2 separate regions of the Danio rerio genome follow, and region 1 is linked to region 2. The links are chromatin contacts, called in public Micro-C maps. All regions are on one chromosome and are shown on one strand. The core of a region is the stretch at or near the end of the contact, and the rest is flanking DNA. Distances in the headings are between cores, read along the strand shown.

Region 1 (6,904 bases), core at 1,821-4,320, 380 kb after region 2:
CATCCATACACACCCATTTAAACTCATATACTATGAACAATTTAGCCTACCCAATTCACTTAGCCCATGTCTTTGGACTGTGAGGGAAACCGGAGCACCCGGAGGAAACCCACACAAACACAGAGAGAACATGCAAACTCCGCACAGAAATGCCAACTGACCCAGCTGAGGCTCAAACCAGCAACCTTCATGCTGTGAGGCGATCGTGCTACCCACTGCGCCACCGTGACGACCCACAATTGTGTTAATTTATATAAAATAATAACAATAATAATAACAAAACCTTTGTATTAATTACAATATTACTGAAAATCATTTTCTATAAGCTAACATTAACATAAAAATATAAAATATCTTTATATATGCGTACAGTAGACCCTATGTGGCAATCAAAATAATACTACAGGGTGTGCCATTTATATGTATACACCTTAACAAAATGGGAATGGTTGGTGATATTAACATCATGTTTGTGGCACATTAGTATATGAGAGGGGGCTTGTAAATAACTCATGAAAGAATAAAGTTAAGTTTAAAATCAAGCACATCATTGTTTTTCTTGTGAAACTCTCAATAAGTTTTATTAAGGTGTCTCCATATGGCCAGTATAATTTTCTAGCAGTATAATAACCTTCGATAAAAATATCACGCTATTGGGATTACTGCTCTAATATAAATTTTCATTTCTGAGTAAAATGAGTTAAACAAACAACTGGAACACAACATATTGTATTACAGTAAAGATTTATAATATTTTGGAACAGTAAATATCAAGATGTCTTCATTAGTTTCAAAACCACAGATTTCTTTACAACAAATATAAAAGCCTTACATCCTTTAGGAAAGGTATAGTAAATAATTTTAGCAGTTTTTAAACCTTGACTTTTCCAAACCAGTCAATGGTTTTAAAGTTTATAGCATTTTTTAAAATATCTTTTTGTGTTCAACTGAAGAAAAGAAACTCAGACGGGAGTAAATGATGACAATATTCAGTTTTGGGTGAACAATCACAGCCAGTAAGGCATGCGATATTGCCATCTGTTGACAAAAAAGTGACAATGAAACTACAAAATTCTACATGTTCCTAATATACACACACTGTAAAATGAATAGGGGATCAAAATATGAGTTGACTCATTAAAATACCCATCAGGCCGAAAGTCGAAAGACCCATACTTGAATGACAAAGGCCCAGAATTTTCCCCATACATGAGCTCAATTGTCCTATTTTGACTGCTGCTACATCATCATAAATTGTGAAAATAATCCATTTAAAAAGGCTTTAAGACCAAGCCGAGTAATAGGTTGACTTGTCACATCAGTGTGACTTCAGCTGATCAGTTTTTTCCAATGCAAACTATGATATATCCAACATTCTACTGTTTTGTTTTCAAACAGAGAAAACAAGTAACTTTTATTCTAAATCTTGGACCTTGTTGTTCTTGAAACAAAAAATGACATATAAAAAGGTGTGAAGCACCAAAAGTGGCCTGTATTAAAATTAATCTGAAAACTAATTTGGCTATTGCTGTTATCCTTGAAATTTTAATAAAAATGTTTTTTTTTACAAGAGAGGCAAGACAAATCATTAAGCTCTTTTATTATTATTATGTTTTATTTTTTATTATCTAAACAGCCAACTTCTGACCGAGCAAAGTTGAATGTTCTGGTCAGTTTGTCATTTGCCTAATAAATGATGATAGACTACGGTTTTAAATTAAAAACTTTAACAGAATCCAATTTTTCTAATTATATACAATGTAATAATAGGTATTTTTTAAAAAGAAGCTATTAATTTTTCTTCATTCTAAATCTGTAGGAAATATTTTGGTACATTAAAAAGTGTCTTTATGATCACCATCGCTAATCCAGCTAAAAATAGTGCTTAAGATGTCACTAAAAAGTAATTAATTCTAAAAACTAAATAGAAAATGAGTTGATTAACTGCAAAACGGTCCACAGGCTAAGGGCCTGCTCATGTTGTTATTTTAGGAGAAACTAAAAAAGATTCACCCCTTTACTGGTTCATTCTTTGAAAACTCGTGAAAATAAAAAACAACAACTGTCAATCTTATTTTGTATACTTTTATAGGCTATTATATTTGTACACATATATTTGACAATATAATTATTTTTTAATAGGATTTATTAACATAATGAATTTATTTCAGGTAAGCCAAGAAAGACTCGACTAATATTTATGTGTAAAAGGGCTTATTTAGCTTCTGTAGACTACTACTTTAACACATAATTAATAAACATCTTTAAGTGAACAAATTTTACCAAGTTGGTCTACTCCGATTTCATTTTTCACTGGCTTGTGTTATACAGCGTTATCTTTGTCACGTCTGATTATTCAGATACCCAAGTGTGTATTAGGTAGGACTATAATTGTAATGCCCTGAGGACAATTCATCTACATCATAGCCACACGTAATTTTCACCGAGTTGAAAGTGCTAATAAGATGCATCGGTGCTGTGAGCACGTGTAAACAATCATTATCAGTAATCTACTCACCTCTTCATTCTCATAAACCTCGACCTTGAAACAGCAGTGTCGACAGGACATGTTAGGTTTGGCGTTAGTATAACTCCTCCGTAATATGAGTTGATTTGCTTTTGTCAGACACATTACTGTGAACTGACGCTGTTAAAAAGATTTCAGTGGTAATCAACCGTGTTATTGGCGACCACCTGTGGCCGTTCTGTGAACTACAGGCAGAAATTAACTTGCACATGCGCACTGCAAACGTAGCGCTGACAACTTGCTTACTGTTTTAACTATACAAAATAAACTGTTAAACGTTAGTTTTACAGATCCTTAATGAGAGTGAACGGTGGCTCAGTGGTTAGCACGGTGGCCTTGCAGGTACGAGCCCCGGCGGGGCCAGTTGGCATTTCTGTGTGGAGTTTGCATGTTCTCCCGTGTTCGTGTTGGTTTTCCCTATATCCCAAAGACATACGATACGATATACTATAAGTAAATTGGGTGAACTAAATTGGCCGTAGTGTACGAGTGTGAGTGTGACTGAGTGTGTATGGTTGTTTCTTCAAGTCGTGTTTTTAGCGACTCTTTGCGGCCATTCTGTGAACTGCATACAGAAATTTGTTTCTTTTTCTAGACAGCAGTAACACACACGTGCACGGTAAACGCAGCCATAATTATTCGGTTTTATCCCAACAGCAAACACGTGTTTTTATCCTAGATATATATAAAAAACAGTAACCAGTTTTGCTCATATTCTGTAACTACATCTGTACAACAGAAAATCTATTAAGAAATAGTTCTGCCAAAAATAAAAATTCTAATAATTTACTCAACCTTCACTTGTCACAATCCTTTTTGTTTCTTTTGTTGTTGTTGTTGTTGTTGTTGTTGTTGAACACCAAAGAGGATACTTTGAAAAAATGTTAAAAAGTAGCCATTGACTTCCACATTTGATTTTCTAATGCAATGAATTTCAATGGTTACAGATTTTCAGCTTTCTTCTTCTATGCAGGGGCGCCCCCAAGGGGTGGCCATGGGTGGCCACGGCCACCCGTCGGTAAACTCTGGCCACCCGTGGCCACCCCAATATAATTTTGCTGTTGACATTATTGATTTAAATGTACTTATAAATTCCCAATATTTAAATAAATAAAATGCAGCCACTAAATTATTGTTGGTGTTATTGATGTAGCTGATTCATTGTCTCTCCCCCTTAGTGCTGTTTCAGTGGTGAATGCTGGTAAAAGGAAAATGACGCATGCGCGCAGAGAACCATTCCCGCGCCCCTCACGCACTCCTGTGTGAAACCCGGTTGGTTGTTTACATACACGCCGACAAAATAAGCGCCGCTCATGCGCCGTGAAACGGAGTAACAGGCTTTTGTGCAGAGGTGTCGGCACGCAGCGAGTTTTGAAAGTCGACTAAAGTTTATATAATATGATGATGATGATGTTACTTTCACTAATAAGAAAGGAGGGATAATGAGTCAGGGAGGTAAGACTTCATAACATGATTTCTCAGCCATGGTCTAAGACCACAGATAATTCTATAATACATTTTTTGTATTCTTTAGAATTGTCATAATTAATTTTCATGCAAAAGGTTTCTTAAGTGATCTTGGCATATCACTCCAGTTGTTGTTTTCCAGTAATATTTAGGATTGATTTATGTTATTTATTTAAAATAATAATTGTATAATAATACTAATATTAATTGTATTTTAATACAATTCTGTGAGTTACCAAACAAATTTCGTTGTATTACTACAATGACAATAAAGGTTCTTTACTTTACTTAATACTAATTGTACTTATTTAGAATAAATATAAATAAATTGTTATATTTATTGAATAACAAATCTAACTATTCAAAGGAGGTGGGGGGTGTATAGGGTGGTTCGCCCAGGGTGTCATTTAAACTAGAACCGCCACTACCCTCTCCGATCGTCGTTGACAGCACGCACACACCTTCAATAGACAGCAATGGCAATTTAATATTTAAGGTACAGTTTATCAATAGAAGAAGCTGCATAATAAAATGGCTCAAAAAGCAATATGGATAAATGATATTATTAGGTAGTGAGTGTGTATATAATAATGCCTTTCATTCAGTTTGTTCATTTGTTTGGGTTATTAATAAACTCATTATTCTTTCATTCATTTTCTTTTCGGCTTAGTCCCTTTATTAATCCAGGGTCGCCACAGTGGAACAAACTGCCAACTTATCTAGCACATTTTTACACAGTGGATGCCCTTTCAGCTGCAACCCATCTCTTGGAATAATAAACTTATTTATACAGTATGTGTGTATATATATATATATATATATATATATATATATATATATATATATATATATATATATATATATATATATATATGAAAAGTGTTTTTAAACTAAACATAGATTTTTATTTGGTTTGCACATGTACTTCCTGAATTATTTCAAGGAATAAATTGCAATATTTCAAGAAAAATTTATTAAATGAATAAAAACTACATTATTTCATTTACCAGAAACAAAAATATAACATTACACTTAATTCATTATTTTTTTGTGTGCCACCCCAAGATTTGGTGCGGCCTCTTCTGGCAACCCCTAAGAAAATTTTCTGGGGGCGCCACTGCTTCTATGTTCAACAGAAAAATAGGAAAGTCATAAAGGTTTGGAGCTGCTTGACAGTGAGCAAATAGTGAGTTCATATTTATTTATGTATGAACTATACTTTAATGGAAATGTCAATGTTTTGTTTGTTTATTCATTCATTCATTGTCCTTCAGCTTAGTCCCTTTATTAATCAGGGGTCGCCACACAGAATGAACAGACATCTTATCCAACATATGTTTTACACAGCGGATGCCCTAATGAGCTGAGTACTGGGAAACATCCATACACATGCATTCACACACATACACTCCATACAATTTAGTTTTATTCAATTCACCTACAGTATAACGCATGTCTTTAGAGGGGGACACCAAGACACCCATAGGAAACCCACGCCAGCACGAGGAGGACATGCTAACTCCACAGAGAAACCCCAATTGACCCAGCTGGGACTCGAACCAGTGACATTCTTGCTGTGAGGAGACAGTGCTAACCACTGAGCCACCATGTCACTCTTTGTTTGTTTGTTTATTTTATAGTAAAAGTGGTTCATTTACTTTTTGTCAGATTTTTTTTAAATGTAATTAAGAAAATACAATCTAAAATAGATTTGCTCTGTTGCATGTTTTAATAATAATGATATTGATAAAAAATATGGAATAATAAATTATTGCAGTATGTATTTTGAGAAATATAATTGTATTTACACCAATTATAACTGTCATAACATTGTGATCAAGTTTATATATATATATATATATATATATATATATATATATATATATATATATATATATATATATATATATATATATATATATATATATATATATTTAAAAAAAAAAAAAATTTTCCCAAAATTTTGTTGAACAGACCAAGGAATTTTCCACAGTATTTCCTATAACATTTTTTCTTCAGGAGAAAGATTTATTTGTTTTATTTCGGCTACAATAAATTATTATTTTTTTAAACCATTTAAAGGTCAATATTAGTAGCCCCTTTAAGCTATATATTTTTTTTTCCTTTATTTTTTTTATGCCAAGAACAAGTTACATTATTTGTACAGAAAATTGACATTTTTATACATATAAAACCCACTTTAACCACCCCTAAATACACTGCCTAAAGAACGATAAAAATAAATAAATAAATAAAAATTAAAGGAAAAGTAATTATAAAAAAAATAATAATGAATTTTTAAAAAATTTAAAAAAGGGCTGCCAAATCTTTTAAAAATAAAAAATAAAAATAAATAAATAAAAAATAAATAAATAAATACATACATAAATAAATAAAATAATTATAAATACATATAGAAATAGAATGACAACAGTAATGGGTGAGTCAATGAGGGATAAGGCTGTGCTATCTTACAATGGTAAGTTAACATAGAAGAAGCTTGAGATTCTGGACAGAGAAAGAAAGGACAAAGGGATTACAGAAAAAAGATTCCAGTTACATACAAGAAAGTCACATTATTCCCCAGGAAGTACACTTATAGCAGAGAAATATGTTAATAATGGTTGCCATACATATGAGAATTTGCTAGAGCCTCTAATTGAATATTTAATTTTTTCCAAGTGTAAATATAACATCAGATCTTGAAGCGTGATGCTTTAGGTGGATTTAAAGATTTCCAGTGCAGTAAAATTTGTCTGCGAGCCAGCAAAGATGCAAAGGCTATTGTGTTTTGTTGTCTTTGAGTCAGACTCAGTTCGTCAGGTGGAATGCCAAACAAAGCAAATTCTGCACATGGCCTAAGCTGTACTTCACACACTTTAGACAATGTATTAAATATAGTTGACCAGT
Region 2 (6,796 bases), core at 1,364-3,863:
AGGTCTTTGGCATAGTCGTACAGCTTCATGTCCAGATCGTTGAGCTCCTCGATGCGTTGTATCGTATCATTATCAAGATCCACGCCAGCCGCCCGTGTGCTGTTGTATTGCATGAAGGGTCGGATGAACTTAAGGTGGAAGGTGCGCTCGAATAGGTATTGCGTCTTCCGCTGGAACTCCGTCAGGCCATAGAAAGCCATGTCCCGTAGGTTCTTCTTGGCTGATTCGAGCAGCAATTGTGAACGCCTCTTCTCAGGGACTGTAGAAAGGTTGTAGCAGCCCACCAGACTAAGGTCTGCAAGCATACGCACTTGGCGGTTATTGGCTAGATTGTAGGGGCAGTCCATGAATTGCTGCAAGGTGCACCCTGACCAGTCTGTGCCCTCGTAGCAGGGCGGCAACTCTTCAGGTGTGGGTGTCCGTCCGTCACACATGTGCAAAGACGTCTTCCATGTCGCCCCTCGCTGGACGTGCCTCCATTCACTAAGGTAGCGGGAAACAGGGTCCCTCAGTAGAGTGATGTAGTAGAACTTTCTGTGGGAAAACAAGATAGAGAAACGTCATTAGTCACAACACTGACTAATAATTGACAAGATTTAACATTTAAGCTCACTGATTTTCAGTGTTTTAGCATGCTTTCACTCTTGGTTTGAAGGCCTGTTTGATAGTCCCCCCTCGGAAGGGGTTTATGTTAACATTGTCTTTTTTCCTTATGAACCACTTGCGTCATCAAGCTTCTGTTTTGTGTACAGCTGTTGCTAGGTGACGGCCACAAAAGTAAAGCACCAAAATGGAGACCTACGCATATCATGGTCATTCTGCTTTCACTGAAACTTGTGGTTTTGTTTTCAAAACCAAAATACAGAGAGCCACTTGCATCTATCTGCCACAAAAAAATATTAAAAACGTTCAGAACATCACGCAATGTCTGCAGAAGTCATTTTTGGTGGAGACAAGCAGACATTATCACTGTTTGCACTGGATCAGTCCCGCTTGTCACCAAGGTAGGTGATACACAGACACACACACACACATGAATGAATGTAATAAAAACTAAACATTTTTGTACAGTTAGCGGTTCACTTCCGTTAATTTTTATGATTGCATTCACATCAGAAGTGAACCATACTAGAGTTCGCAAGAACCATACCACCGATTTTAGGTGGACTCGGGTACGGTTCACAGGTGCACATTTGAGTTCAGAAGACACTGTTTCACACTAGATCAGAGGTGTCCAAACTCGGTCCACAAGGGTCGGTGTCCTGCTGAGTTTAGCTCCAACTTGCTTTAACACACCTGCCAGGAAGTTTCAATTATACCTAGTAAGAGCTTGATTAGCTGGTTCAGGTGCGTTTAATTAGGATTGGAGCTAAACTGTCCAGGACACCGGCCCTCCAGGATCGAGTTTGGACTCCTCTGCTCTAAATAAAAGTACCGTACTTTGACATCAGACGAACCCGGGTGCTGACCAAAAGTGCTAGTGTGAAAGTACCCTTGTGAAACAACCCACAAAGGTTGAATCCCTAGGAAATTGAACCCATAAGCAACACAATGCAATCAGTGTAGTGGTGTACAACTGGCGTATCCTACAATTAATACCATTTTGAAAGACGGGCTGTAGCAGGTGTAAACCATGACTCATTAAATGCCTTTTCTCAAGAGTCTTGCCATGGGGCACCAATGTCTTAATCCTTTCCCACCACTTCACATCCTGTATGTTTAGAGTTTCCTTTGATTGATGGAACTTGAAACATGATTCTGGATGCAAAATGGAAAAAAAGGAACTAGGGACATTCCTGGTCTGGATTTGATCAAGGGAACTTAATGTATGAAGAACGAGGACTTATTAGAAATGCACAAAATATTTGGAACACTAGTAGTATTTAAATATGTAAATCTTATAACATATGCTAGCAAGACATGGTATGACTGGTCTTATGCCATAGATCTAAAACAGTTGTGAAAGAGTTGAACTAATTGAGAAAACAAAAAAACAGGTATGGCTCAAAATTGTTTCGAGACAGGCTATTCTGAAGTGAATGCAGACAGATGGTGATGAAACCACCTCAAGAGAAGACTTCACAATGCTCACACACTATAGGGACATATCATGAAAAACACACAAAAGCATCTTTACCAGAACACTTCAAGAATGCATCAGGGACACAAGTCCACAGGGAAAATCAAGTTTCATTTGAACCAAGCACAGGATTTGTGGAGTGGGAGGAAGACCAAGCGCTGCCAACAAGCTAGCAGCAGGTGGTTTTCAACAGATTAATCTCAACCAAACTGATGACAGTATGATTTAGCTCTCGGTTACCAATTCAACAAGCTCCAGCTGCACTTCACCCTACATTACCTCCTAACACCCATGTGACTAAATGTGCCAAAGAGACAGATTTCCTCCAAAGTGCCTAAGAGCTGATTATATTGAAAATAACCTGAAATCACATACAAAATCTGAGAAATTCATTCCTGGCGACCCATATGGCACTTCCCAAGGTATCACCGGGTGCTGCCTCTGGCCAAAAGACAGAAATCCTGCCAACACTGTTCTCAAATGCCCTCACCCTGAACATGCTGTGGCCTTACTGACCACATGGTGGCAGTGTGCATTTACTAATCAGCCCATTATAAACCAGATATGGTGGTGTGCACTTCAAAACCTTCCCTGTAATAGTAAGAAGGCACTTTGATCAGATCAGAGTGTGACTTTTTGACTTTTGTTAAGTTTTTCTACCCTTCCTCATATACACTAATAGAATAAATTGATACTTCAGGATCTTCAAATCTCTTTTTGTTCATTCATTGTTCCTTTCTCACTACTGGGTGAGAAAGCTGCAGGCTTATAATCATTAGTGAGCCTGAGAGACACCCGAGATCCCTCTGCAGTGCCAAGGCTTCCCGTTTTAATAACTCTCATGTTTCCACAGCGATTAAACTCTGGGCCCCATCAGCACACACGGCAGTTCCAAATCCCAGCCAATAACTGGCTGCCTGCTCTGTGCAAGGCCGGTCAATACTAATAACACCCACTGAAATAGCCACATTATTAATGAGAACGGACCCAATACTGAGACTTGGGGCACCTCACAAAGTAACTGAGGGTCATATCACCACTTTGGACTGTTGCAGTGTGCAGACTCATAAATTAAGCTATTGAACACACGTCTCTTTTATAAAAGTGTTTCATAATTGAATTAAAGCCCAGTTGAGGCCAGCTCGGGAGGAGAGATTTCAGAATGTGTGTGCAAGGCTGCTTTGGCAAAGTCAACAGGAAGCTTTGGAATCTAGCGCCTGTTGTTTTAAGAATTTGTTGAATCCTCTTGTTCTACAAAACCTCAATGTCAGCAAGAGTACAAATGTGTAAAACAATATCTTTTTTTTAAAACAAAATAACCCCAGAATAGCCTGATTGAATAACATGATTAATCATGAGGCTGTGTAAAAATACAGACTAGGCCTTGATTTGATGGCTGTCTTTCATGCTTTAAAACAATGAAACTTGAAATGGCATCTTAGAAGCACATTTCTAAAGGCCCGCTTCCACTGAGTGGTACAGCACGGTATGGGCCACATTTATTAGGCTTGCGTTCCTATTGCCAAAAGGGTGCCAATGCTAATTCTCACAAAACATATGCTTTATATGCATACATACTTGTGTATATATATATGTTCATTACTAACCTTTCTATGAACATGATTTGATTATAACTGCTGATCAATGATAGCCTACTGTAACATCTGCGATTATTTAAAATAAATAAATAAATAAATGCAATATATATGAACACATACAGAGCCTTACAATCTCCGATATGTAACCAATAACAGAAAAACTACACACAGCATATATTTAGTCCTTATTTGGGTTCAAAAACAACACGCAACATATAGCCTACAATCAGTGCAAACCTCTCATCTGTATCTTTAATCTTTACCAGCACATGTAACCTCTTGTTAGTATGTTATTTCATCATTCTGAGTTCATAATAGTACAAAAGGTGATGATAATAGTGGCAGTTTGTTTATGTTTTAGGTTGCTAAAACAATCATTTGCTTCATTGTTTTTCCGGCTTCTCCTTTGCTTTTTCATGCATCACTCTCAAGCTTGACAGTTTATGAAAGGATTGGATGTCAGAAGCACTTCAACAATCAAGCGCCTGTTATTATCATCAGCTCAAGTTCGTTATTCCAAATATAGACACGCGGCGAGCGCATGTAGGAAAGTCAAACCACTCACGCTTTAGACAGCCTTGTAAAAACTACGGGGCACAGGGTTGATTCTGCTCTTCTTCTTGGCTTTGTGGCTGTTCATCAAGATGACGACAAGGTTTGTTAGGCTCCAAATGACTAATTATTTATTATATGTATATATAATTAAAGTGTAATGTCTCGGCTGTGTATTTAAAATTGGCGCTTCCTTTGTTTTCATACTCCTGGCTCCTGTGACCAGTGACGTATCTCTGTAAACCAATAGCATTCAGCTGCGCGCCTTGCTCTGCCTTTTGGTACCCTTTTGTTGTGCTACAGGAGGTAGCCTTTGAAAATGGTATCCAAAAAGTGGTACAGTACGGATGCTTTTAGGTACCCTTTGACAGTGGAAACAGCCATAAAAGCATACCGAACTATACCACTCAGTGGAAACAGACCATGAATTCACCAATGGGGGTCTGCATTTCTTTTTTCTAAAAGTCATTCTTAGTGAATGCTTTTCCACTGCTGAATACAACATACTTAACAAATACATTAAAACAATCCACGACTTCATTAAAAATCCCATTATTGAGGTTACAACCCTGCTCTCTCCCACTGAGACATGGGAAAGGAAATGTGGCTCTAGAGAGAGACGGAGTGAACGGCCCACTGGAGAGTGTGGAGTTCAAGGTCAGAGCTGAAGACAGAGCATGCTGGAAGACTTTTCCTTGGGCTGACAGCTCACAGTGGAGCCGTCACAACTCTCTGTCTGACACGACTCTAGATGCAAATCAGCCTCTCAAATATATGATGACTGCACAAAGACCAGTCACCCATTCTGACAGACCCAGACACAAAACAGCTGTGGGGGCACTTTTTCCTCTTTCAGACCCACGCACACACACAGGATGTGCCAAAAAGGAAAAAAAAGAAAATGTGAGTTTGCCTCAAGATGCTCTTGTGCCATAGTCATACTCGGTAAGCCATTCGTCTGTAAGTGTTGCGTTCTTGGGATCTTCCACTCCCAGTGGTGCATTTAAACTAGGGAAGTAGAGCATTGCTGCATTATTAATGCAGAACCTTATTTGATTCTGTCACAGGGTTCCCTCAACCCACTAGAGCCTACAACACAGGTGCCAAACTCAGTTCCTAGAGGGCCGCAGCTCTGCACAGTTTAGTTCCAACTCTAATTTAACACTCCTGATCAAACTAATTGAGTGCTTTAAGCTTGTTTGATACCTACAGATATGAGTGTTAAAGCAGGGTTGGAACAAAACTGCAGGACTGCAGCCCTCCAGCTATTGAGTTTGACACCCTTGGCCTAAAACCTCCATTGGTTTAATGCACTAATATCCTTGACTTTTGCAAAAATAATAATCACGAAATCAGTTTTATATTATTTAATATAATAAGATAACTACTGAATATTTTTTAACAAAACATTTAGGAATATTAGGATTTATTTATTTAACCACCTTATTTTAATTTACCAATATTACTAAGGCAAACAGTTTAAATAGTCAAAAACAAAAATATTTAAGCAAAATATCTCATCTCTTCATAATAATATAAACATAAGTGTTAACGAGACTCTTAAACTTGATCAATAAAATGTTACAAAGTGTGTGCAATGGTAAATGTAGATCAACATCTGTAAGGTGTCAAATTATGATAATCGAATCTGAGCTTTAAGTAAATGAACAAACCATCAATATTCAAATACATGCGAAACATTACAAAGTGTGAAGTTTAATGACTATATTACCACCTATGCCAAAAATCTTTCAGATGTGGAGCTAGTGGCTGGGATGCACAAGAAAAGAAACCAAAAAGCCACTCTGGTGACATCCTTCCACATGCTTTTTTTTTATTTACAATCTCCTCACTGCTGCTATACGGGACTCATTTTCGCATGTTTTGTTATTCTGACCTGAACTGACAAGCGCAGTGGGTGGATTCCTTGACCAGAAACAATGGACTTTGTGCTAAAAAGCACTGCAGTGTTTGGGTGTGCAGTGTTTGTCTTAGGTAACTTGTCTAATGCTAGTGAAATGTATGTATTCTATATAAAGTGTAAAGAAGATTGGTAAGTTGTATTTACATGAATCGCGGTGCACTCGTAACATTCAGAAAAGTAGCCTTCATACTGAATCTTTTTTTTTTTTAATCAATATTGAAAATGGTGTTTGTTCAATAAATATCGATACTGATTTTATCGCCCAGCCCTACCATTGGCAATCATCTAAACATGACCAGACGTGGACAGGTAAGGTAAATATTTCCGATGAATTTTATTTTATCAGGAATGGGTGTGACGGCCGATTTTCAACTCTCTGCTTTTGAGTTTGTGTGTGGAACTGAAATTCCCTCTTTTTTGTGAGCAAAACCACCAGACTGTGCAGAATGACTCTAGTCTGTCATTGTGGAGATGGTCCACTAGAAAATCTATTATTCTGTAAGAGCTCAATATAAAAAAAGTGGACAAAGAAAGGCATCTTTGACAATTCGATGTACTCACACAAAACTCTCTCTATGCTTCAAATGAAAACACAACCTTTTCTGACCCCACAAGGGCATGTGGATTGATGAAGGACTGACA

The links. Hi-C and Micro-C count contacts between places; a contact is called where the count stands out from the background.
Region 1: a contact with region 2 is called in a Micro-C map of caudal fin, with 5 times the contacts expected there. The contact joins two enhancer-like sites. A contact is called at or near these places in 3 of 18 Hi-C or Micro-C datasets (caudal fin, embryo and hematopoietic stem cells) and 1 of 4 datasets of contacts at active chromatin or transcription factors (caudal fin).

The regions. Positions count from the first base shown.
Region 1 is chr24:32,290,036-32,296,939 of GRCz12tu, forward strand. No RefSeq gene overlaps it. Among named protein-coding and RNA genes, the nearest start is that of bcl2a, 120 kb to the right of the region's middle. Within about 2 kb of position 3,071, at least 35 of the 62 cell types and tissues checked have an H3K27ac peak or open chromatin away from gene starts, as enhancers often do.
Region 2 is chr24:31,910,093-31,916,888 of GRCz12tu, forward strand. It overlaps hs6st1b (heparan sulfate 6-O-sulfotransferase 1b), which reads right to left. Exons shown (of 2, transcript NM_001080203.1): 2 at 1-534. Among named protein-coding and RNA genes, the nearest start is that of hs6st1b, 94 kb to the right of the region's middle. Within about 2 kb of position 2,614, at least 6 of the 62 cell types and tissues checked have an H3K27ac peak or open chromatin away from gene starts, as enhancers often do.